Regions from separate parts of the Zea mays genome. Here region 2 is linked to region 1. The links are chromatin contacts, called in public Hi-C maps. All regions are on one chromosome and are shown on one strand. Each heading gives the region's core, a stretch centred on a gene start, on an enhancer-like site or on the middle of the called end of the contact. The rest is flanking DNA. Distances are from core to core; before and after follow the strand shown.

The links. Hi-C and Micro-C count contacts between places; a contact is called where the count stands out from the background.
Region 2: a contact with region 1 is called in a Hi-C map of leaf, with 6 times the contacts expected there. The contact joins the promoter of LOC100383372 here to the promoter of LOC100283603 in region 1. A contact is called at or near these places in 4 of 25 Hi-C or Micro-C datasets (ear, leaf and tassel).

What each region holds. Positions count from the first base shown.
Region 1 is chr10:126,257,729-126,263,594 of Zm-B73-REFERENCE-NAM-5.0, forward strand. LOC100283603 (SAM domain family protein) reads left to right here and starts at 4,027. Exons shown (of 7, transcript NM_001156504.2): 1 at 4,027-4,318. The coding sequence starts at 4,256.
Region 2 is chr10:126,529,032-126,534,926 of Zm-B73-REFERENCE-NAM-5.0, forward strand. It overlaps LOC100383372 (Poly(A)-specific ribonuclease PARN), which reads right to left and starts at 3,484. Exons shown (of 7, transcript NM_001176028.1): 1 at 3,057-3,484; 2 at 114-244. The coding sequence starts at 3,421.

The DNA of each region.
Region 1 (5,866 bases), core at 2,777-5,276:
TATCAAAGGAATTGTTTGCGCTTTCAACTGTCACAGGTATTTTAAGCACACTGTTGGCTACTTGTGTTATTGTTTTGACCAATAAAATCTATAATTTATCTGCTAAATCGATGCAATTGTCTCCCTGTTCTCAAATTCAATGGTAGTCACAGATCATAGAGAGTTCTATATGTTTCTCTTAGTATGACTGTGTTAAGTTTATATGTTCTATCTTGCCACTTTGCTCTCCAGCAGCTGATACTTGATATGGTTGCAGTTGCAGCTCATGTATATAGACAATAGATGCACATCCTATGACACAGTTTACCACGAGAGTAATGGCTCTTCAGGTGAGTCCTTCCACTTCTGTCATGCTCTCTTCAAAGTATAATATCATAATTGTGAAATAAAATCGCATTTTCTTGTGATTTATTTACAATTTTTAGAACTGGATGCAAGTGGTATTTAAATTAATTTCCTATTGTGTCATGTATGCTCTTTGTAAATTCTAAAGCCTAAAAATGACTTAGTTTTCCATTTTAAATTAATTTATACCTGTTCTTCCCCTTCCGTTACCATTAACCCATGAATCTGATTACTTGTATATTTTTTGTTACCATTTACCTGTTCTCAACATTTGAGATTCTAGATGATGGTACCACACTACTCTGCTTGGCCCGTCTTTTTCAGGTATGTTTGTAGTTATTTGTTAAAACATTTTTCCCTCTCCTTGATAATGAATCATCGACACTAGCTTCATGTAAGCCAGCACAGTGTGGCAGCGCCAGTGGCCGAGATTAGGACGTGCTCTTAGTTAACTTTAGGTGTGCTTTGTCATAAATCAAGGCTTGGAAGGGAGCTTTCTATGATTTTTTGTCCATTTGTTCCTCACCCTTTCATCATTTAGTCACATGTTCTTTTCTTTCATTTTGATTATGAAGCTGCAAAATATTTAGTAATGTCACACCGCTCTACGATGATCCATAGACTCATAATGTTATTGGAAATCTGAAGGTGCTCTTTCTTTGTCAATACAATCTCATGAGTGTAAACTATGCTAATGTTGCTTTTATTTTAGGAGTTTACAACCTTTTTATAAGAGCTCTCTCAAGCTATCCTACGGATGTGAGTGAATCTTGGACAGAAAATGCAGATTACATAATGGTGAGTAGTAAATATTTTTCTCTCGAATGCATAAAATGGTATTGGGACGTGTGTTGCGATGCCACACACAACCGTGAAGTATTAACACCATATGATAGCTGTAATAAAATGAAATGTACCATTTCTATAAGATGACCATGCTAACAGAAGTTCTGGTTCATAAGCTCAAAAATCCTACTTCTAGATTTGTGTTTGCAAAGCATATCAATTACTAGATGTGATACTAAAAATGGTTGGAGTTTTTGAGAAATTAAATCATACCTACTTGGGTCATATCTGTTAGAGCAACTTCTTATATAAATTTTAACTCTCTAATTCACTGATTTAAGGAGTTGCTAAATAACTTTGGTAGTAAAAAATTGTGAGTTCTCCAATAGCTCTCTAAATATATGTTGTATTTTTTTTGAATCTATCCATATAAAAAAGTCACACATGTCAACAACCACCTTCATTACATACATAATGTAACCATTTTTTTTGTTTAGGAAGAATGTGAATTGCTGGGTTCTTGGGGCCCAGGTGAATGTCCTCATAGTAAGTCCTTGCCATGTGGGTTGCTTATTAAGTGGCAGAGTAGCAGTAGGTTGCTCCATGTTTATTGATCATTATTAAATAGATGGTTCTCCAGATCAATGGGTTTTAAAACTATTGTACTTAACTCTTCTCTTGTTATGCAGGCAGAGTGGTGACTGCTATAGCTCTTTGTTAGCTAGGCCACTTATAATCATCCAATGGATCGAAACCAACAACTTACAATGCTTGGTTACAAGTTACTATAGCCTGAATGCATGCATGTATGTACGTACTTACATATAAATGTATGTGTTTAGATGCTTCATTGTCACCTAAATAATCATTGAGTTGATTGCAAAGAGTCATAAAGAGGTGACACAATTCATATCCTGCACCAATGTGTCCATGCGTGTACCGGTTAGATAGTTAGGCTCAACTAGCTTTGTATCTAGCCGTGTTAAACACTATACTTGAAATTTTTATTTGACCATGTATAAAATACAATTATACAAGCGCCAATCCGTCCTCCATCTCATGAGCAGACGAGCAGTTGAGCACCTCACGTGAACCAGTGCAGTGTGCTGATGCTGTTGACAGATCACTAGCTGGCTAGCTGCTTTCGACTTGCATGGCTTTTTTCTTCTTTGTCTTTGTTTCATGCATGCTTCTTTATTCATCTACTCTAAGTTTCGATCATTATTGAACAACACTTCATGGGTATGCAAATTTTGAACTTGGTTCTCTGATGCCCACAAAACGGAAAGCGTTGTAACCTTCGACCAGTTCTTCATCTTCTGTATTTCCATAGATTGAATTTTCTCGCTCTTCATCTTATCACTAGAATCACAAATAGATTACGAAACTGGTTCTCTTAACAATATAACACATATTTTTACATAAATTATCGTGACATTATACGTTTCCGTTGCAACGCACGGGCACTCACCTAGTTTAGCACATAAGAACTTAATTAAATGTGTTGGGCACTTAATCACCAAAACATAATAGAAATTGCCCACGAGCACATTTCCCTTTCATATGGGATCCTGATTCCATATATCAAATATATTGTATAAGATATATCTAATGTTGAAAAACGAATTGACGCAAACCTAAGAAACGAATCGACACCCTTGTGTTGTCGCGTATTGCGGTGTTCACCATCATGGACGGAATCACTAAGAGATTGAACCAATTCATCAATTTCTTGACACATGGTTTGTGATCTAATCTAGTTGCATTGCATATTCATCAATTTCTTGACACGTGGTTTGTGATCTAATCTAGTTGCATTGCATAGACATGTCACACCACCTCTGGTTTATCAATTTAATGACTCATGGTTCATGACTCACCTAGCATCGCACAAACCGTTCGCGGAGGCGCTGTGCAGGGTGGGTGGTCAGATTCTAAGAATCGGATTTCTCTTAAAAAAGTTGAAAAGCCCGAGCTCGAAACCGCTACTTTGACATATGATCTAAAGTCCAAATTTTGGTCCCAAACCCTTATCTTACTCGATACCAAGTGATATCAAGTGTAAAATGTGAGAAGAAACTTTTCACATAATATCAAGTGCAAGTATGTGTTTATGACTACAATTTACATTTATCATTTTACAATATTAGAAAAATTTATTGCGCTCAATAGAAATTGTTTTTTACATCAATTAATAATTTCTTTAATTATATATTTATGATTTTTTATAGAGAGAGAGAGAGGCATATGTACTAGTTTCACTCGGAGCCTCTAAAATGCTAGGACCGGTTTTAACCGTGACGATGTCGTACCATTTTTTACAGTACTTCGATTTCAACTACCCTGTATGAGGCTAAGGGTTTGCAAGTAGGATCTTATGTATTTACCGAATAGTAAGCAAATTTGTTGGCTTTATGAAAGGTTTCCAAAAGTATATCTACACAATAGAGGATCTAAGCTTTGTTTAGGTTGTCTCTAGCAGGTCCCCTATCTCATCCTTTATTTCAAATTTCACTTATAAATAGTGTCAAACAATATTATCTACAGTATCGTGTCATCTATTTTACAAGATTCACCGAAGACAATCTTAGAGTCAATAGATATTGTTCGATTTTCAGTAAGAGTTAGTTCGAGTGATGTTTTTGTGGTTCATTACTTTATTTATTTTTTCTAGGGTATTTGCACTAGAGATAATAATTAGTTAGCTAGTGAAATTATGTATCTAACAAATAGCTAGCTAGCTAGTAACTAATTTGCTAAAAATAGCTAATAGTTGATTTATTAGTTAGATTGTTTATTCAACTTAATTTTAGTGCATTTGGACAGGCACTTTTTATCATAGCGCGCTGGTTAAAGTTCTAGTAAAAAGTAAAGCGCCGTCGAAACCGGCAAAGCGAAAAATGCCCGCCCGCACCTGCGTGCGTGTGCTGTGTGGGCATGGGCAGCGTCACCAAAGCGAGGCTCCTCTCGTCCCAAGCGCCGGTTAACTCCGTCTCAGCGCACGCGGCACGCCCCTAATCTTCATTCCCCCGAAACCCTAGCCGGTCCTTGGCCTTGTCCCGGTCGCGCCGCTCCCGTCGCCTCTTCCGCGGAAGCCGTCCTCTGCGCGTCGGCGGCGGTGGAGATGGCCTCCTCGTCGGCATCTTCGAGGCACCAGGTCACCATCACCCTCGGCCGCAGCGGTCAGGTGAGCCGTCCAGCCCCGGTCAATCCGTGTTTATAAAGCCAGCGTGGTCTCATTCTTCGTTGCGGATTTGCCTACGGAGTCGTTCAGGGCTTGAATGTTGATTGATTAGCATCAGAGCAGACTCTCCAGCAAGAGAGAACATGGCCGCTGATTTGGTAGAGGTCTGTATATCATTTGTTAACCTTAGTTTAGGTTTAGAGTGCGGGGTATCAGATATTACCGTATTATATGGAGGGATCCTATGCGATTTGGTGGTCAAAAGTTGGTCGCATGGTGTTGGATTTGGTTGTTGACTACCGAGAGTACAATCTTGCTGTATACCTCAAATCAAGGGACGATGCTGTGATTTTTGGAAGGTGGCTTAATATATACTCCCTCCGTTCCTAAATCTCCAGCGTATAAGCAAATTGAATTTATTCAAAAATCTCCATCGTATTAGGTGGTCTTTCCGTCTATTTTAGTTTGGCGAGCATGCAACACCTCATTTCTGCTGCCGCGTTTTTACTATGCTGTCCTCCCGTTATTCGTTGTCTGCTCCTGTACTGATTTATTTCGAATTCTGATTGGAGTACCACACCGCTCATCCATGTAGTCGCTTTGCTACTTGCCATGGATCACCAACCACGAAAAGGCACGACATGCGGTTGTGAGCGGGTTAACACTGTGGTAATTAAAAACAAATTGACGCTCTTTGTTGTTCCTTGGTCACTTCACCGATGGCTAATATGTTGGAGATTTATGAACGGAGGGAGTATGTGATTGCCCACTCGGTAGCTTTGAGTTTCTAAGTGTGGTTGGGGTGCGGGGGGGGGGGGGGGGGGTGGAGTTAACACGAGAAGTACCCGCATGGGTGTTCTGATGTTGTGGGATATAGTAGAGAAATCTCTGGATCTCCTTCAGTGATATTATTGTTTTTTCTCCTCAAGATACATGAGAGGGGATTGGAAATGGTTGTCAATCATAAGGGCATGATAAATTTAAATGTGGAGGGGTGGAATTTGTTGATGCAGATTATGTTTATTCCTTATGTTGCTACAAATATGTGTATATGAAATAAGCAGCACTTGAATGACTGTGAAGTGGACAATTTTCTGACATTGGGAGAAACAATAGAAGCTTGTACAATGAATGTTATCGTGCAAGTTTCATCTAGGGCACACTCTTTGTAGTAGTGTTTATTTGTACCTGCTGGTCGTATCGAAGATTATCAATCATTTGTTTCATGTTTGCACAATTGCACATTCTGCATTCAGATCTTTTATGCTGTTAGTTGTAATGTCTAACGAACATATATGCACACCATATCAATACTTATCAGGATGATTTCATTATTAGCAGTGAAGCCACTCACGCTAGCACTTCTATTATGCATGTTTTTTTCTTCATTTTTTTCTATAATGATTTGTTTGTAATCTATCTTGGATTTGACAAAGCATACACGATCGGTTTTAAGGTTTGCTATGATGTGAAATGCTAGCTGACTGATGCCATTGCCTTTGTGTTAGTGTGTTACATACATGTTATTTGCATCTTAAGCTTTCCCAAACC
Region 2 (5,895 bases), core at 2,234-4,733, 270 kb after region 1:
ACAATGAAGAACTATAAAACGAGTAATGTGTGATAGGCACATCTTGCACTCTCCATTGACAGAGAAGGCATAAAGTAACAGCTTAGCAAACTATTACAGGTAAAAGAAAGCACCTTCACGGAAGCATGTGTTGAAATCAAACTGGTACTTTGCTAGGAACTCGATTGAAGTTGTCTGACAAAGAAACTCATGAGATGAACAATCACTAGGGAGCTCCTTGCGAGGGAAGATAAAGAAGTTATGCCTGCAAGAAAAAAAGGTTATATCCAGAAAAATAAGTCAACTGCAAAACTGTTTAATAAGTGAACAAGCAATCAACAACTAACATTAAATTAAAAAGAAGTAATAAGGCACTCAATCTACTGCAAAGTGCAAACCCTCACAACTACGATGTTGAAAGAGGGAACGTTATTGTATGAAAAGACTGATACAGACAGATACAGAGCAACATATATTGGACATGGGTAGTGTTGGTCATGTGTAAGGCTCTAGAATCATTTTTTCAAAGTGGTAGTTAATCTGGCACAACCCACTGTGTGCCAATCAAGGGCGAGGACACCATAAGTTAATACAATCTCCAACAACAAAATATTTTAGACCCAAACAAGGGGTGTTCTAGAGTTGAGACCCAACAGAAGCCACAAAATTAAGGTCTAGGCATGTGGATATCTGTTATCCGTTTGCTCTTATTTAAGGCTAAACCTTTGGATATATTTCAGTGTTTCAAGTCTTCTTTTACGGCCTTCCCATGTCAACTTTGGCCTTCATCTGTCTCTATTCATTACTATCGCGTCCTAGGATCCCATGCCTCTGGAGGTCTCCGTTAGACATGTCTAAACCATCTCAATCGTGTTAAACAAGCTTTTTCAATTGGTGCTACATCTAGCTTATCACGTATATCATTGTTCCGAACTTGATCCCTTTTCATATGGCCACAAATCCAATGCATCCTACCATTTACTGAACACTTATCTACTGAACAAGATGTATTTTTAGGTCAACATTCCGCACCGTATAACATAGCAGCTCTAATCATCGTTCTATAAAACTTGCTTTTAACTTATGTGATACCCTCTTGTCACATAGAATGCCAGATGTTTGGCATCACTTCCTCCATCCTACTTTTGATTCCATGACTAACATCTTCATCAATATTGATCTCTCTAAATACTGAAAGGCATCCTTCCTATGGGCTATTTGACCTTCCAAACTAACATCTTCCTCATGTACAGTAGTGTCGAAGTCACATCTCATGTATTCAGTTTTAGTTCTATTGAGTCAAACATTAAGACTCTAGAGTCTCCTGCCACAACTTCAGTTTCCTATTTACTCTTGCCTGACTTTCATCAACTAGTACTACATCGTATGCAAAAAACATACACTAAGGAATATCCTCTTGTATGTCCCTTGTGACCTCATCCATCATCAAAGCAAAATAAGGACTCAAAGCTCGGCCGGAATAAGGACTCAAAGCTCTCTTGATGTAGTCATATTCTAATCTGGAAGTCATTTGTGTCCCCGTCACTATTCAAACACTAGTCACAACATTATTGTACATGTCCTTAATAAATCCAACAACTTCCTTGGAACTTTATGTTTGTCCAAAGCCCACCACGTAACACTCCTTGATATTTTGTCATAAGCCTTCTCCAAGTCGAGGAAAACCATGTGTATGTCCTTCTTCTTAATACATTGTTCCATTCATTGTCTTATTAAGAAAATAGCTTCCACGGTTGACATTTCGGACATGAAACCAAATTGATTCATAGAGATCCTTGTTATTCCTCTCAGACGATGCTCAATAACTCTCCCACAACTTCATAGTACGGCTCGTCAACTTAATTCCACAGTAATTGGTACAACTTTGAATATCTACCTTATTCTTATTCTTGTAGATTGGTACCAATATATTTCTTCTCCACTTGTCAAGCATATTATTCGACAAAAAAGATATGGTAGAATAACTTGGTTAGCCATATTATAGCTATATCCCGGAGGCATATCCATGCCTTGATTGGGATACCATCAGATCTCAGTGGCTTACCCCCTTTCATACTTTTCAATACCTCTCTAACCTCATATTCTTGGATCCTACACACAAAGCGCCTGTTGTTGTCATCAAAAGAGTCATCCAACTGAAATATTGTGACCCCATTCTCCCCATTGAGCAATTTGTCAAAATACTCTCACTATCTATCTTAACTCATCCTCCTTCACCAAGAGGCGCTCTTTTTCATCCTTAATGCAATTAACTTGATTGAAGCATCTTGTCTTTCTCTCATGGACCCTAGCCATCCAATGTATGTCCTTCTCTCCTTCCTTTATATTCAAACGTTGGTAAAGATCCACGCAGTCACGACGCGTCACCAAGGAGGTGTCGAGCGGCCGGTCCTTGCCCATTTGACACCATTACACGGTTTCTGATATGGCACATCGCTAAGAGGGTTACGTCCCAACGGATTTCTTTCGGGTTTTGTCTCTATTAGATGGCTAGGTTCAATGTTGGCTTGTGGCTATCACAATTTCCACTAGAAACTTTAAATTCGATCAAATTTTGACAAAATTTGTACTGCTGTCGCCCCCTACCAGAGAGAAAATCACATTTGCCTCTGGTGCCAGAACAGCATCAATGTGCAACATGGTAGATGAAACTACCACACAGGTTCTGCAGAATGGCTGTGCAACCTAGTTTGGCACTGCAAGGTAATACATGTTCATGATAAAAAAAATCAACATTTTGCTTAGGTTTCTCGGATTCAGAACTCCATTTCCTTATGAGCTTATCATTGCGGAGCATTGCACCAAGCACGATAAACCAAACTAATAATTGTTGTTTTCTCACACCTGCTCAGAAAAGGCTGCCTAATGTGGCTTCTCCTCCAAAATAACACCATGAAACTTTCTACAGGAAATCAGGCCAAAATGTTGCCCACAGCACAAAAATGTGCTAATCGCAACCCTCCAAAACCTCAATAAGTATTCAGAAACCTCAGCTACTAATGGATTACTAGAACTAGAACATGAAGGATATTGAGGCGAGACAAAGAGGCACGCACGGATGGGCAACGAAGGCGGACTTGGCAGGGTCCCATCGGAAAGGGCAGACGCCGAGCTGTAGGGCGGCGAACCGCTCCGCGGAGTCGCGGAGTTTGAGGTAGCGCACGTCGGCGCGGTCGAGCTCGAAGGTGTCTCTCCAGGGCGCGCTCGTGACGCCGCTCATCTCCAGGTCCAACCCCACGAATGCGGCCTCCCGCACGCGTCCCCGCAGCTTCTCCAGGGCTTCCTCCATGTTCCCCCGCGTCACCTGCTTCACCGCCACCCCGCTGCCGCCACCGGGCGGCGGGGAGGAGATCGCGCGGTAGAGTAGGATTCTGGGTGGCGGCGCCCGGAGGACGCGCCGGAGGCGGCCCGGCACCTGCATGGCCGCCGCCGTTGCTGGAGACAGACCGGAGCGGTGGAGGCACGCGGCGGTGGGTTGTGCTTGATTTGGTCTGATGGTTAGGGCCCATCTTCTGGAGTGTAAACTTGGGCTGTATCTCAAGTTTTGACATTGTCGCTATAGGTGTACATTCGGGCCGCCCGGCCCGGTCCGGCCCAAGCCCGAAAAGGCCCGTATTGTTTGAATTTTGGGCCGGCCCGGCCCGTTTGAATTTCGGGCCGTGCCGGGCCGGCCCATGGGCCTAGCCCTCGGCCCACGGCCCGGCCCGTAATTGCTTAAACGTGCCGGGCTTATTTCGGGCGGCCCAAAATTATAAAAGCCCGAAATTCACATTAGGACCTGAAATTCAATTTTTGGCCCGAAATTCAGTTTTTGGCCCAAAATTCATATTAGAGCCCTAAATTCAAAAAAATAATAAAACAAATAAAATATAAGACAAATAAATTTATACAAAATCAAACTTAATATTTGTATTAAAGTTACCACATCTATGCAATGTCTACCTCGCATTTTGTTAGAAGGAAAAAGAGTATAATCAGATGTATACAAAGTTCGTAAGTTCAGTTTATTGTCTAATGTTCATAACAAAAGTAAAATTACATCACACAATCTAATTCAAAGATACAAAAAAACATCTAACTAGCATTATCTCTAGCTTTGTGTTCTTTATCAAGTATATGAAAGTGCGAAATGAAGTATGGTTTTAATAAATATATGGGCCTTTTCGTGCCTCTATATGGGCCTTTTCGTGCCTGCCTTAAACGGGCCGTGCTCGTGCCCGCCCATGGGCCGTGACCTCGGCCCAAACCCGGCCCGATATAACGGGCCGTGCCGGCCCGGCACTAAATTATTTCGGGTCGTGCCGTGCCTGGGCCGTGCTTTTTTTTCCGTGCTTCGGGCCGGCCCATCAGGCCCGGCCCAAATGTACACCTATAATTGTCGCAGACTCGCAGTCCAGTTCTCAATGGACGGAAAATGTTTTACCTGTCTGAACTGTTAAGTAACCCTAGTTAGGGTTATGTGGGCAAATACCTGATTTACTCCTGAGGAGTCTCACATCTCTATATAAGGAACCTGTACACCCCTCATAATACAGTAAAGAGAAAGAGGCTAAAGGTCCAACTCTATACCCTGTGTTTTGTCTGTTTCTCTGTCGTGCTTTTGGGAAGGGAGACAGGTTCTCTACAGCTTCTCACGCCTCTACTGCTGATGGAGGGAAGGGTGCGGATCTGGTGATCCGTGGTAACGTAGTTCTTAACACGTTATCAGCACGCTCTACCTCGATGTTGCTACGGAATCAGATCTGCATCAACTCTTCATCAAACCGGCAGGTCTCTCGGCCTAGCCGAACTGTCCTACGAGACAGCCTTCGATTCTCCCTCTACACACAAGCGGTATATTTATTGGTTGATCCGTTGTTGTATACGTTGTCCCTGTTGGACGTGGTAACGTTACCGTTCATCCTCGGCATGGGGAATATGGACACCACGATGACCAAGCTGCGTCATTGATCACCTGCATGCGGTCAAAGCGGTGCATGCCACATCCCTCAAAAAGAGGATCACCTGCATGCGGTCAAATCGGTGCATGCGCTCACTGCGCCTCAGAAAGGAAAGAGTCCTATGAAAAAAACGAAAACTGATCAAAACATTTTTTTCATTGAATTTCTATTGAATTAATAAACTGTGGTACGGTTTTAATTTGTATGTATGCTGAATATTATTAATTCTATTTATTTTCTATTGTAAATAATAAATAGAATAAACCATGTTTTGTGTTGGAGTTTTTACATTAATTAATTATTTCCTGTCGCAAATAATTAGTAGAAAAATACATGCTTAAATATAGAAAATTGCCTTTTACACATGATGTGTTTGTTTTCTACTTTTTATTGTGTTTGTTTTCTGCTTTTATTTCCTGTAGTAGATACTTAGCAGAAAATTAAAATACATATGAAGGTTGTATTGTACATACTTAAATCTCTCTAAATATTTATATTATGTTGAGCTTTCTGATTCACGTCGAGCGATTAAAAATTATAGTGGGTACTCGGACACACTGATCAAACTATGTTATTATCGGCTGAGTTATGGCATTAGCTGAATATTGACTGCACCCTGGCAACACGACGCAATATTTGTGCCGTTCGAACTTGGTTGCATCATGTGATTGCTATGTCGCACTCTCGCTTAATCGGATCGCTCCCGTTGAGTCGGACCGCCATCGCCGAGTCACACATTTTTCGTGGGCCCTGAAGGCATTGCATGTGTGTCACAACTATTAAGTCACAATTACGCTTGTTGCGCCTGTTGTGCCTATTGCGTGTACTTATCGTGTACCACAACTAACAAGCCACAATTGCGTCTGTTGCGCTGGTTACAAAGGTTTGATGTGTTGTCGTTGCCCTGTTGGCCGCACACGCGTTGACGCTGAATACACTAGAGCTTGTACTCGCG